Regions from separate parts of the Macaca mulatta genome. Here region 2 is linked to region 1. A link is a contact called in public Hi-C data. All regions are on one chromosome and are shown on one strand. The core of a region is the stretch at or near the end of the contact, and the rest is flanking DNA. Distances in the headings are between cores, read along the strand shown. Region 1 holds the start of PCBP1 (poly(rC) binding protein 1). Region 2 holds the start of MXD1 (MAX dimerization protein 1).

Region 1 (7,448 bases), core at 2,401-4,900:
CAAGTAGCTGGGACTGCAGGAGCACACCACCACACTTGTCTAATTTTTCTATATATTTTTTTTTTTTGTAGAAATGAGGTTTCACCATGTTGCCCAGGTTGGTCTCAAACTCCTGAGCTCAAGTGATCTGCCCACCTCGGCCTCCCAAAGTGTTGGGATTATAGGCATGAGCCACCGCACCTGGCCTAATTTTTGGTATTCAGACCTGCTTTTCACAGGGCTTTCCAACTGCTTCACCCAGCGTTTCAGGGATTCTTCACAGACTATTTGGCTTGGTGTCTGAGGGTTCAAGCTTACACCCACTCTTGCCTTGATTTGGATTTCTGCTCATTGTTCCCAGAAGGCATGGTACCCACTTCTGTGTCTTCACTAGGTCCCCCTCACTCCCCACCTGTCTTAGCCTCTCAGTCCAACTCATTTAATACACATTGCTTTGTTCCCTTTTAATCATGTCTTCTCTGCCCAGATTTTGTGGCCAACCCTCAGCCTCCAGAAATGGGCCTTTTGGCTTTTTATAATCCAGAGTTCACTGAAATTTACTGTGTTCTAATCACTGTTCTGTTTTATATACATGCTTTCATTTTATTTTCACAAGCCCAGAAGGTGTTACTTTTAACATATTCATTTATAGAGATTACTTTGCCCAAAGCCATGAATAAGAGGCAGAACTCAAATTTGAAAGCAAGTCTAACTCCAGAATTTGAGCTCCTTTCAGTGACTGCTTGCCTAACCCTGCGTGACCACATAATAAGCCTCAACAAATATTTACTGTGGATAATACTCCCTTCCCACAGGAACTTCTCTTTGCCATGAGTGATCTCCCATAGTGCCTGGGATTTGAACTACCCACTTTGGCACCTACTGGTCTATTGTTTGATACTATTGTTTCTTCTTTCCCTCATCTCAGGCTCTATTTTCTCATACTATTGTTTCCAATGTTGCCTTTGCCTAGCAGTTTTCCTTCTCATCAGGTCAGGGATAGTCCCATTGGCTGACGTGGGCGTGAGGCTGCTACGGCCTTCACAGCGGGATCTTTCTCCTCCACTGAAGACAATCAGTGGCATTCAAATCTTAAGACTCCTTTGGGGTGTTTGTTAAAAATGCAGCTGATTAGTTTTGGGGTGGGACAGAGGAATCTGCATCTTTAACACGCAGATCATTGTTAGGTTATAGTCACTGCATTGGTCTACATTCCCACCTTGTGAGGACTGACCCATTTAGGCAGGATTATTTCCTGGTATAGTGATTCTCTAAACATTGCACACAGCTGAAGAATTGGAAACTGGGCCTCTTTTGTTTCTGGATACACCACTTGGCAGGTGTAATAACATCCTCTGACAGGCTGCTTGCCACAGGTGCATGCTTGACACGTGCGTCTCGTTGGTACTATCCCCTCCCCCCTTCCCATCCCTGCTGCCCAACCAAGACCCCTCTAGTCCCACCACCACCCGGCAGCTGTTACCCTCCTCCAAGCCCCCAATCCCCCCCACCGCCCACTGCCCTCCCTTCCTTTCCCTCCCCCCCACACCCCTTCCCCAGGCTCCTCCCACTCCAGAATATTTTTTTTGTTCCTAAGTTTATCCTGTGAGGTGGGGGTGGGGGGAACTGGTTAGATGGAGAGGACGCTCTGCCATTCAGAGGTCCTACTGAGTGGGCACACCTTTTCCCCTCGCGAAAACCTTGTTTCTACCAGAGAAATGGGCATGAGGCCTCTCTCTGGAACTTGAACCCCTCTGTCCCTGGAAACATCCCAAAGCAGGCCCAGCCTGCTATGTTCCTTTGTTGGGGCACAGAGGGAATGGAATCTTACCGATAAGGTGAGAAGAGCTTCAGAGAATACCAAGGACGGGCCCACCCTTCTCCCTCCTCCCTCCAAACACCTCAGGCTAAAAGGGGAGGGAAAAAAAGGCACCAACAAAGAGTTTAAGACAGCAATTCCCAGCTTTTTCAAATATGAAGCATTTTTTAACCAATTCGTTTTTTTTAATTCTTAAATTCTTGACATTACAGAACTAAACTGAAATTTATTAACATTCCACTCTTACATTTCTTATCGACAAACAGAAATAAAATTCATGAGCCAAAAAACCCAAAACAAAACTAAAAACAGGGAAAAGCTTATAAAACTAAATATGGATCCCAGCATTAACAGCTGAACAGAGAATGTGATTTTTAAATTCTTAGCGGATGATAAAGTTGTGTAGAAACTGAACACTTACAAATTATTTAAAACCTGGAATCACTGACCAGAAATTACACAGTTGGATCATGGGAAAACAGCAGAAAGGGGTTATTGAGGGAACCTACACTGTTCTAGCTGCACCCCATGCCCTTCTCAGAGGAAAGCCTGGCATTGATTAGATACTGGGCCAGACTAATACTGGCAGCAGAGCCAGTGATAGTAACCTGCCTACCAGAGGAGCCTTCCACTGGGTTGGCAATTTTGATCTGGGCCCCGGACATCTGGCGGATCTCATTAATGTTGGCGCCTTGGCGCCCGATTATGCAGCCAATTAAGTTATTTGGAATGGTGAGTTCATGGGTGGTTTGAGTAGATGCATCCAAACTTGCCCAATAGCCTTTCACCTCTGGAGAGCTGGAGTCAATTCCGGCGAATCCGGTCCCGCCGTGCATCATGGCAAAGTGAGACTGTTGTCTTGCCACCTGGTTCAGCTTGGCCAGATCGAGCGGAGAAATGGTGTGTTGTCCTTGAATCGAGTAGGCATCTAGAGGTGGTCCCTCCAGGTCATGGGTGGCATGGGGGTAGCCCGCAGCGTCGCTGCACCGATCTTGGCCGCCCGCGCAGATGACTGGGGAGCTGGCCGGCATGGGCTGGTACGGAATGGTCATGACTCTCCCTTGCGGAGACTGGGAGAGCGTTTCCAGCATGACCAGGCAGATCTGCTTGACACACTCGGTGACAGACTGCGGCACGCCAGCGATGGTGATGGCCCGCTCGGTGGAGTTGGGCAGCATATCCCCCGCCACCTGGACCTGCGCCCCCGTACTCTCGCGGATCTCTTTGATCTTACACCCGCCTTTCCCAATCAGGGAGCCGCACTGGGTGGCCGGCACCACCAGCCTCAGGGTGACCGGGGGCCTGCTGGCCGCGGTGCTGTTGGTCATGGAGCTGTTGATATCTTCCTCCAGCTTGTCGATGATCATAGCGAAAGCCTTAAAGATGGCATTGGTGGGGCCGGTCAGAGTGATGATTCTCTCCGGACAATTCCCCTCCGAGATGTTGATCCGCGCGCCACTCTCCTCGCGGATCCTCTTAACCGACTCCCCTTTCTTCCCAATGATGCTTCCTACTTCCTTTCCATGCATAAGAAGCCGAATGGTGAGAGTCACATTTAGTCCACTTTCAGTCACACCGGCATCCATGGCGAGCGGCGGGCGGCGTTCGGGGGAGTTGGGCTCGTTACGTGGTCAAGTCTTTCGCGGCTGGCGGGGGGAGGGGAGGTGTAGGCCCAAAACTGCCGGCGCGAGGCGAGCGAGGGCCGCGGGAGCGAGCGGGAGCGGGCGGGAGGCCGCAGCGTAGTCGCAGGGGCGGGCGGCGGCGGCGGAGGGGGCGAGCGGGGCCGGGAGCGGCGGGCGGGCGGGTGGGCGAGGGCGCGGCGGTGGCGACTCCGGCGGCAGCCTCGGCGGTCTGGGCGGGGCGGGAAGCCCGCTTTCAACCCCGCGTACCCTCTGACCCCGGAAGTGCTTGCTGCGCAGGACCCCTTGAAAAAAAATGAGGACCCGTCTTTTTTAGGTCACAAGATTGCGCCAACCCTCACATGGTCCTTAAAAAAAAAACCCTTCTGACACTGCAGTAGTGAAAATCAAGCGCACTATGGGCGGAAACTGTGAGTCCGGCAAAGTTTTAAAATGATTACGTATTTTATTAACTCTAACGGCACTGGCGGGTGACTGAAAATACTAGTGTTGTGTATGGGGGACAGACATTATTTTCCTGCCCTACATAGGGGGGGGTCGTGCGAGGAACGACACGGGCAGCCCAGGTGGAAACTGCAGGCACAAGCCGGGACGCCGCGGGTTTAAAACGTGCGCGCAAGGTGACCAGGGCGCGTGCGCGAGGGTGTGGGGGGATGGGAGGGGCAGACGCCGTCTTCCGGCGGGGGAGGGGCGGCGAGGCGAGGCCTGCAGAGCGGGTGCGCGCGGGCGGGCACGTGGGGCCTTTTCGTCCCCGGCGTCCGGGCGCGCCTCATCGACCCCCACCCCGGCCCCTGCCCCCCGGCGGCGGCCGGTGGGCAGAAAGACCGAAACCCGCTCACTACCGCCTCTCGAATCGCGGCTCTGCTGTTTGCGGGGCGTGCTAGAAACGTGGTCCTGGAAGGAATGGCGTCCATTTACATAATGCTTTGTTTGCGTTTCGCAAGTTTCTTTCGGTTAAAGCCACAGAAACCCCACCTCCTGCCCTTGGGTCGTTTCCACCGCGGCACCCTTTTCCGACATTAGAAACAATAGTGTGCGCCAATGGAGGCCTTGTTTATTCAGGGGATGCCGGCCGGGGCTTCAGGACGTTTCTGCGGCTTTTCCCGCGCGGCCTGGGCTCCCGCGGCTGCCTTTCGGGCCCATGGGCGCAGCCACCGCACCCGACTCTCCGGGGGCGGCCCCGTGGCCCGCCATCTTGGAAGGCCTTTTTTGCAGGTTCCTCCCGCTGAGGAAGTGTCGTTTAAGACGCTGGCATACGAGTTGTGATTTCTGCCCTTTCCCCTTCCTCCTCGGGCTAAGCCAGACCAGCAAGGGCCCCGTGCACAACGTGCTTCAGAATCCCTCAGGGAAAGCGGCTAACGTGGCGCTACTCCGCCTTCCCCGTTCCTTCCCCGAGGGGCGGCCGCCATGTTGCCTGAACACAAAATGGCGACACGTGGCTAGCATTCGTCGCCAACGAGAAATTGGGGTCGGCCCGAAAGCTCTGGAATGTACCCCCCTTCCTCCCCGGGGCCTTTCCCGCTCCGCGAGTTTTATGACCTAGAAAACCCCACAGGCTGGTCTGAAGCTCGGAAGCCTAATTTTAACGCGTTTCCCTCCCTTTAATTTGAAACGGGAACGCGAATAACTGTAAAATGTAGGCACAATATTTAATCTCTCGCCTTTTTAAAGCTTAACGATGAATAATAGGGGGCAGTATCAAGGGATAATTTGGGTCCCCACAGTACCAAAGCGTTTAGAAACCTCTGCTTAATTTAAAGAATGAGATAAATTACTGCTTTTCTAGACTTCCTAGCATGGGCCGTTGTGCTGGAGAGAACGAGAAATACGAAGAGACCAGAATGCCTCTGACTTTTTCATAGGCCGGTTGGCCGGTGAATCTTACTAATAGTTTACCACAATTCAGTGTTCACTCTTAGTTTAGAAGGGACAGGCGTTTATTGTGCATTGGCCAGTGCCAGCACATCCGATGCAAGGCATTTCACCGTATTCTATCTTTAATTTTTACCATGATCCTCTGAGGTAGGTGTTCTTATCTCTTTCTCTCTTTTTTGAACAGAGGAAGACACTTAAACATAAAGATGAAGTGCCTAATTCAAGGTCACACAATGTCGGGGATGGACCTCCAGATTTCCTTACTGGTGAGCACATTTTCCAGATTTTTCTGTAAATCAGGGTTTTGGAATTTAAATACTATTTTAAACGTTTAGGTGAGCTTGTCATTTAAATGAGCCCTTGAGGTAACCTTTGTTGTGTAGTCAGCCCCCTTTTGTGTCTGTCTGGCGGCTCCCAGCTTTTCCTGATAAGAGCTACACCTGTAACAGGCAGGCGGGCTGAAATGCTGTCTTATGCAGTGTCTGGTGAGGATAGGGAGGGGGAAATGATTCAGCCCGCCCAGAGGCTCAGGTATCTGTCGGTCTGGCCTTGTCTGTGGCACATGTGAGTCTACCTGGCTCTGGGGGAGCAAACAGTTTTCTGTATGACTCACTTGCTTCCCTCAGCTCCCCATGGGCTTGACTCTTGCCTCCCCCACCCCAGCACACCAGCCAGGTAAAAATAAATTCACTCTGGCACGAAGCCTCCGTTTCTCTGCAGAGATTGACAGAGCATGACAGAGTGTTAGGTCAGTCTATGGACCCTTCAGTTGAGTGCAACACGTAGCTGGTGGGTCAAGCAACAAACGGGTGCCTGAGCAGGGCTCTGATTGTGCGGATATGAGAGGCAAAGAGAAAGGCTTTGCCTTTAACTTGCGTTACAATCAGATATATTTTCCAAAGTGGTTTCGTGTAGGCTTATATAACTCTACAAACACATTTAATAGGTACATAACAGCAACGATGACAGTTATAGCACTAGGTGCTTACTGTATGCTAGGCATTGTTCTAAGCCTTATTTTATGTCTTCAGTGTCTCACATTTTTAAAGAAAACACTGTAAGAAACAAATTTTACATTTTGACTTAAGACATTTATGCACACATGTATAACAAAATTTTTGCAAAACAATACTTGTTGCTACATGCAGTATACTTGGGTAATTTCTATTCTTTATATATAAAAAGGACACGTTATAAAGTAATTAAAAACCCATTAGTAAGTTGTGATCGCTTATGCACATTTAATCCTCACAAAACCTCCTGAAATGGGTGGTACAGAGGTACAGATTGGTGAAGGAATTTATCCAAGGTCACACAGCTATTAAGTGGTAAAGCAAGGATTTGAATTTAGGCAATCTGAGTCCAGAGACTCCATACTTAACCACTAAACTAGATGTGGTCTCTGCAGAAGGTCCTGTCTCATAGGGAGACAATAGATAAGGGAATTAATATTACCAAGTGTTAGAAACTCAGGTTACAACAAAAGGACTAAATTGCATATAATCAAGGAATGTTCAACCAAAGCCTTCTGGTCTTATAAATCTAACTTATTTCTGTTCCCTAGAGAAAATTTTATCCATCAGGTTTTTCTTCCCAAGTCTACCTACTGAAATATTTCCATAATTTCCTGTTATGTATTCCTGGGACTTAATGCACCTCCTCAGAGAAGCTTTCCCTTTCCCAACTTCCCCAGCTGTTAGCCTCCCTCCTTCCCCCAGAGTCTTACAGTTTCTCCCTTCGGTAGCCCACGTTTGGCCGTTGGTTAAATTGTAATGTGTCTTGGGGTTGATAACATGTCATATAGGAACCTTGGGTGATGCTGTGATCTGGCAAAGAGGTCACTGTACCTTGGAATCTGTGGCTCTGGGCCCTAGTCCTAGCTCTGCCCCTGACTAGCTCGAGACTTCTATAACTCATGTGTCAGGGTTTCAGTTCTCCCTTTTATAAAGCAAGAGATTAAATGATCTCTAAGGGTCTTTCTACTTATGTCCAGGGAATGATGATATTTGATGACCTTGGTTATTTATTCTTGGGGGGCGGGAGGTTTATGTAAATGTTTTCTGCACTTTTGGTAAAATCTCCACTCTGTTCCTCAGACCTGCATTATCTGTGGATATCTGAGTGAATTACACACC
Region 2 (7,448 bases), core at 2,696-5,195, 200 kb after region 1:
AAGTGAACAGGTTGAGAAGACAGTAGAAAATAACAGTACACAGGAAATTCTTACCAAAATATTTCTGGATTCTTTGAAAATATATAGATAAACTAATAGAGTTATATACTCATGTAAAATTTTGAATCCCCAAAATAAACTTTTAAACAAACTCCATAGGAAGCACAACTTCTTCCAAAATTTGAACAAAATTTTTAAAACTACAGATTTTCTTTGATTACTTGAGAGTGTTAAACACATGGTGCTTTTTCAAGGGGGACTTATAGCGAATGGCTAGAGCATTACTGAAGGGTATCCAGTTTACTGAAACTGAGTTATTAATAAAAAGCAGCCCTTTAAAAAATGATGAGTTCCGAGATGCCAGCCACCTCCATTGATGGGTAAACATTTACATTTTTAATTAAAGCATTATAAGAACACATTGATACCTTGTGTCAAAACTATTTTCCATGTGATTATGGAAAACAATGGATAACTCTGGAATCACTGATAAAGGTCAAATTTCACCATTTAAAAATACACTCTAATAAAAAAATAACTAAGCCAAATTATGGCGTATCTGAGATAACCAGGAAAGATCCTTGGGTTCAAAAAGACTCCTCATGTCAGGCCACTCTAGCCACTGTCTTATAAAACAACTGGGTGGCAAGTCCTGAACTTCCTCTTTCATATGAGTGCCAAAGCTTGCTTTACTCATTGAACAAAACACACTTTTAAAAAGTTCTAGATTTCAATTCTAAATAATTAGTAATTGACTTCAAAAATCAGTAGGAAAGAAACTTCCATCTTCCTACGGATAATTTCAAAAACAACTGATATTCACAATTTCATTTTCGTTTTTGTTTTAATAAGCAACTAGAGAAACGTGAATAAGATCTGCATTTTCAGTTCCCAAGAAGTTTCCTATGTGGCTAAATCTTATCTTTATTGTCTAAGGAAAAGTACCTCCCCAGACTCTACAAGCAAAAAGCACAGCATTTTCAACCTGTATGAACAAGAGTAAACTGTTATCCAAGGGTTATGTAAACCAGCAGTAATCTCTCCCTATCCTTTACCTCAGTTCAAAATTCTGACCATACATGGCTGAGGATATAAAGCTGATTCAAACCATGGGGTCAAGCTGCTTTCTCCGTTATGATTGCTTGTTCCTCAAAAAAGGAGCTATTCCAAATGGGTCATGAAGGAAATGATCACACTGAAAGAAAACTACCTGCTCCTGCCTCACACGTGTGCCTGGTGCTACCTCTAGGTTTAATCATGGTCTCTCAGAAATCCTTACACTACTGAATATATTACACTAACTCACTAACAGTCAAGTATATGGACAACTGTGATAATCCCCTGTCTCTAACCATGGAAAGCAAACCAACCCATTAACAGAAGAATTTGTAGCCCTTTTTTTTTTTTTTTTTTTTTTTTTTGGCATAGTACTGATTCTTTCTACTAGAAAGAATCCATTTCTTGGCTTAAGATTCTTAACTACTATTATTTTTCTTTCCTAATCACCTTTTGGGACCAAACCACTTCAACATCTCATTTTTTTATCCCCACTAGTGAACATCCCCTACAACCTTCCTGTGAAACTAAGGAAAAAAATAAGGTGTTAAGGTATTAAGCCTAAATAAGTAACATGGACAATTCCTCTCAAATCATTAGTGGACAATAATAAAAGCCAAAATGGACTATGTTTTTCCAGAAAAATTAACTGAAAGGCCTCAAAATTCTTTTAAACAAATTAAAAAAAATACTGTATTAAAATGCAACACAGCTGAATTGTTTTTATACCATTGCATATTACAAGTCAGTATTAACAACCTTCTTAAAGTGCCTTCATATCCATGCACAAAACTACAGGCTACCACCTTCAGGTAATGCTAAGATTAGAGGACAAGCAAAACCCACCAAGTAATTACCAGGTTGATTCTTCATGTGCCATTTTTATTCAAGGGCATGGCACAAGTAATGCTGCTCACATCCTGTGGTTCCACCAACGATACTAATGAGGTGAACCAAGTACAGAAGACGCAGCAAGAACAAGTGATTTTTAGGTTTAAGTGGGAAATTCCTGGTCTGTATTAAGCCACAGAGAATATCAAATAGATACTTGCAAGGAGTTATTCATGAGGGTGAGGGAGGGATGAGGATTCTAAACCAGTGACGAAAAAATCAATGCTTTTAATTTACTGGCAGGAAAGGTATAGTTGAAGGGATCTAATAAAACGAATTTCCTAGCCAACTACATTTTAAGGGCAAAGAAGGGAGAAAAAGGGCAGTAACATTGATGGACTATTTACATGTACCAGAAACTATGCACAGGACTTTAATATGTGATTTAACTGACCATTAACCAAATCTCCAGTGAGATTCACAGCTTTTAAGAACTATGGTATAAGACAATCTATAAGACTAACATGGAAAGGTTGTAGCATATTAATATTTCGGTATTATATATTCCTCTATCACTAAAGAGGTAGGTTTTAACCTCAATCATTCCTCTTTGCCACTACAAATAGAGGTGACAAATTAGAGTATCAAACAAACCACTGTATTTAATTTACATGTCAAGTATGAGATCCTACCACTTATGCCAAATCAGGTACTTTAATGTGTTTATAAAATCATTACAACGAAAAGTAAAAGAAATGGATAATGTCCAGCATTTTGACTTATAGAAAACTTGCCCTGATCTGCAACTTCTGAAGGGAAAATATTGTCACCATTGCTAATCTCACTTGAAGCTTTCACAGATTTTTTTGTTCCAAAAGGGAAGAAAAGCGAAATTAAATTTTGAATAAAGTTCATAAAAAATGTAAAACATTTCTATTTTTCTTTTCAGTTCCCTCAACCCAAACAGAAACAGCTTCCTACAAGGTCTTAAGTCCATGTGTACATTACTGAATCATGACGGCCACAATGTAATTTTATAGGGTTATAATCACAACAGGCAACTTACATTCAGCAGTTTGTGTCACCTACAATATAATCTAAAAGACAGAAAGAAGTATTTACCAAATTACCTGCTACTGCTGTTATTCTTTTTGGATTTGTTCCTCCGTTTTAAGGCATCTCTGTCCTTGTTATTGTATGGTAACATGGAGGCATAACCATGTTCAGCTTCTAGAAAACAGGAGGATCCAGTTAATGAATGGGCCCAGAATATTTAATACTCTCTCCTCTCTACAGTATTTCCTTTTTCCTTTATTTATCTTTAAAAGAATATTGTGGAAATAATTAAATGGAGTAAGGTGGAATTCTGAGAACAATGATTAAAAAAAAAAAAAAAACAACAACATTGTGTGAATACCCTCAGTTCGGAGCAGGTGTAAAGAGGATTCCAGCTGCTCATTGTTGAGAAAGACACAGTAGTGGCTAAGCTCACGCAGCCTGGGTTTCCCACTGGCAACGTCCAGCAGGTTGGTGCGGGTTAAGTGGAACCAGCCTCAGGCGAAGGTGCGGGGCAAGCACCGTGAGGCGCTGCTCCTCTGCCCAGGAGACTGGGGCGCTGGACCCACCTGGGGGCCGGCCGGGACCAGCCCGGGTGAGGTAAACCAGGGAGGCTATCGGAGGCGGCCCCGGCCACCCATTCGGGAGGGACTGCGGAAGGGGCGGCGTTCGGGACCCCGGCGGGCGAAAGCCCCTTCTCCACCTGATTCATTGCTCTAGGGCAGCGGCGGCCTCCCTTCGGACCGCGCGTGGGGAGAGCCGGAGGGGTTGGGAGCGCTCGCGGTCTCCCCGCCTCCAACCACCCCCGGAGCGGCTGGGCGCCCGGACCTGAGGCCGGCCCTACAGGACCCCCGGCCTCGGTTCGAGTGGACCCCTTCCCGTCCCCGTGCACCTCTCTCTCGCCGCTCCAGATAGTCGGCCGCCTCCAGCAGCATCTGGATGTTCATCCGAACCGCCGCCGCCATTCTGCACCGGGGGCCGGAGCCACGGGACCAACCCCCACTGCCCACGGGCTCGCTGCCGCCGCCGGACCGCTATGGAGCCCGCTGTGGACACCGCGGAGCAGGGCTGAGGGAGCCTCTCTGGCAACCACGCTCGACAAGAGAGGGAGGGGGGCCAGTGAGCTGGGCACCGCCGACACCGTGACAGAACCCGGAGCAGAGCAGCAGCCGCCACCGCCGCGGAGTGTTTATCCCCGACTCACCATCTCCCCGCCCCCAGCCCCTTCTCTTGACAGGCCAGCTTCGGCCGCGTTCCTCATTGGGCCCCCCAAAGAATGCCCCGCCCCCAAACTTGTGCGATTGGGAGAGGGCTTCACGGCTCCACCCCCCAAAGTCCGCTCCTCTCGCTGGTTGGTCACGCTTGACAAGGCCCGGGCTCCACCCCCTCTTTCCAATTGGTGACAGGATTCGCAACTCCGCCTCGTGCTCCTTCCTTGTTTCCCATTGGTTCTATACCAACAACCCGGGCCCCCTTTTGCTTTGTTAGTATTGGCCAAGAGCTGTAGCAGGCAAGCACCTCGCCGGTCTCCCATTGGTGAAGCCTTCGGAAACCTCCCAGCTACGATGATGTCACCTTTCTCCAGTTCAGGCGAGCCCTAAGTGGCTGATGGTCAGCGGCCTGCCTGCTCCTCACCAGGTGTGGCATTGGCTGGGAGGGCCGGTCCGGCGCTGGGCGGCGCTGATTCACCGGCAGCCGCGGAGCTCGGCTCCACCCGGTCTCGCCTCGGACCTGTTGCCAAGACCTGTCCCCGGGGAAAACTTCCGGGGACCTGCCAGGCGTCCCTCGAATGGAAGGCTGGCACCTCGCGTCGCCTGGGCGCTCTGCGCCGCTTGGGTTCGGGGCCGGAGCCCTGGGTCTGGTGGCCGCGGCCCTGGAGGTTCTGGGCTTCGCGGAACTCCGGCTGGCGAGGGCCCAGCCGCGAATCATCCCGGAGAGCGGTGTAGGATAGTGGCCGGTGAGCCGGGAGCTCGGGCAGGCGCCACGTGGCTGCTGCGGGGCTTGAGAAGAAAAGCCTGGCGGTTGTTAAATGCTTGCCGCCTGGCGTTTTTTCTGCCCTCAAGAAAGAGCTGGAATCGGGCTCCAATATACAGCATTGAGCTCATGCGCCTTTTCCGCACCCCCTCCATCCCCGGGAAATGATGGAATAATTAATTCCTTTCACGCGAGTGGGTTTTTAAAGCTGAGACTTTGTGAACCTACAGAATGGCATTAAACTCTAAGATTCTTTGACTTAAATCTCTTTTAGGGTTTTCCCCTCCCTTTTAATTCTAGATGAAGGCACTCACAAGATTATTGGGGGTTTTTTGTTTTTTTTGTTTTGAAAGGGAGTTTTGCTCTTGTCGGCCAGGCTGGAGTGCAATGGCGCAATCTCGGCTCACGGCAACCTCCTTCTCCCGCCCGGTTCAAGCGATTCTCCTGCCTCAATCTCCTGAGTAGCTGGGATTACTGGTGCCCACCACCACGCCCAGCTTATTTTTGTATTTTTAGTAGAGACGAGATTTCACTATGTTGCCCAGGCTGGTCTCGAACTCTGACCTCAGGTGATCCACCAGCCTCGGCCTCCCAAAGTGCTGGCATTTCAGGCCTGAGCCACCGCGCCTGGCCAAGAATACTCTTTAAGATGTCTGCAAATGGTGTGTTTCCGCATGGGGTGGTACCAATATAAATGCTTAATAGAATGTTATGTATAGAAAACTAAAAAGTTTAAAGATTGTTCCCTAAACCTATCAAAATTTTTGAGATGAAAGCTATATGGCAAACCAAGCTACACTGCCAATGTCCTGACAGACAGCTCCAATTTTAAAAGTAGAAATGAAGTTCTTGGTAGGTTGAGTCCCCAAAATACAAATGAGTAAAGCATGAACATATTTCTTTTTTTTTTTAAGTTTATTATTGTTGCCAATATATAATAGCTTACTATGTGTAGGCATCATACCTACATTATCTCTAATCTTCAACATAGCTCCATGAGGTAGGTTGTGTTAATTACATTTTGCAAGTGAAGAAACTGAGGCCCAGGGAGGCTAAATGATTTTCCTTGTCATGCATTCAGCTGCAGACATGGAAACTGAATCTAGGTCTATCTCACCCAGAGCCCAAATTACCAATCCTCCTGTTGGTAGTTGTATAAAGACAAGGTGGTTTAAACAGATTTCCAGACTGAGTCACAAAACACTGACAACTCAAGTACTGAAGAAAAAGACAAAGGTGTAAATGTAATTATGGTAGGAAATGTTAAACATGTATTTTTTAATGGTCCACAAACCCACTAAAATTAAATCAACTCAATAAATAGAATAAACATGTAGTAAATCATGCCTGACATATAGGCATATTCTGGTTTCAGTGGTTAACTGGATCTAAAAACTGATTCTTTAGGAAAATACTAATGAAATACACATACTGTAGGTAAAGGTTTTCAAGGTACAATACAAAGTTGGAAATGAAGGTAGAAATATAACAGTATTTTTTTTCTCCCCATCAGACAGGTAATGTGCCAATGCTGTAACAAGCTCTTTGGGGGGCACGTCTCACACATGAATGGGAACACCTAATTACTATGTTTATGAACTACAAAAGGATCTAACAGTTTTTAAAGAGTATTTTTAAATTGCATGTTATTTGTAAAACAAACTTGAAAATCATAAGTGCAATTCTACTAAAGTACCCAAAGCGATTAATACTAAAAATGCTTTGATTTCTTTATCCTAACATTTTGGATTTTGTGTATATTTATATTTTCTCTTTGATTTTATTACAAACATTTGGCATATGTCTCTATTCTCTTACTCTCAACTCTTTATTTTAACCAAGTCCTATTTCAGTATCATGACCCTTCCTCTACCATCACCCTGACTGGAAAGTCACACTTGTGTTTTAAAAAGGGGGAGAAAAGGTTGAAATCTGAGCCAGAAACAGCAAATAATTTAAATGCCAACAAGTCTAACTTAGACTCCAAACAAAAATACTACATTATATAAAAATTAGAGAATCAGACTAAAGAATAGACCATGTTCGTTCCTTGGTGGTGGACGCCAATTATCAATTAGCCAGCAACACCAACTAGGAATTAGTATAACGAAGACCTTCAAAGGGTATTTGGTGCCATCTACTGGAAATGAAGTAGTAAGTATAAAGCAAAGGTTTTGAGATTCGGAGTTTCCCAGAAATTATTTTACACAAATGTATGGGATGACCAGTTAATTAAGAAAACCTGAAAGTATAAGTCTTGAAGAAAGAACTGAGAATCCTAAGATAATGAAAAAGTGGTGACTTTCAATACCTAGTGCCTCAAAGGCATGATATAAGCATTGACTGACTGAGAATCACAGTTCCAAACATAGAAGTTGTGAATTCTAGGATGTTTGAACCTGAGTTTTACGACCAGAACTTTAAATAAAAAGCTATGTGTAATAACATAAACATGGGATGGCAATAGTTTATATCTCTGAGCATATATCAAGATAAACTAATTGAGATATACCTTGAAAATGGGGAATTAC

The links. A called contact is a pair of places that touch in the nucleus more often than the background predicts.
Region 2: a contact with region 1 is called in a Hi-C map of liver, with 5 times the contacts expected there. The contact joins the promoter of MXD1 here to the promoter of PCBP1 in region 1. A contact is called at or near these places in 4 of 14 Hi-C or Micro-C datasets (blood, fetal cortex germinal zone, fetal cortical plate and 1 more).

What each region holds. Positions count from the first base shown.
Region 1 is chr13:54,639,550-54,646,997 of T2T-MMU8v2.0, forward strand. PCBP1 (poly(rC) binding protein 1) reads right to left here and starts at 3,651. Exons shown (of 1, transcript XM_002799285.4): 1 at 1,962-3,651. The coding sequence starts at 3,384. The coding sequence ends at 2,314. It overlaps LOC106993001, which reads left to right and starts at 4,855. Exons shown (of 8, transcript XR_013402742.1): 1 at 4,855-5,074; 2 at 5,498-5,579; 3 at 7,410-7,448.
Region 2 is chr13:54,836,258-54,843,705 of T2T-MMU8v2.0, forward strand. MXD1 (MAX dimerization protein 1) reads right to left here and starts at 3,946. Exons shown (of 6, transcript NM_001260858.2): 1 at 3,836-3,946; 2 at 3,018-3,117. The coding sequence starts at 3,908. It overlaps LOC114672043 (small nucleolar RNA U13), which reads right to left and starts at 6,528; the gene lies at 6,425-6,528.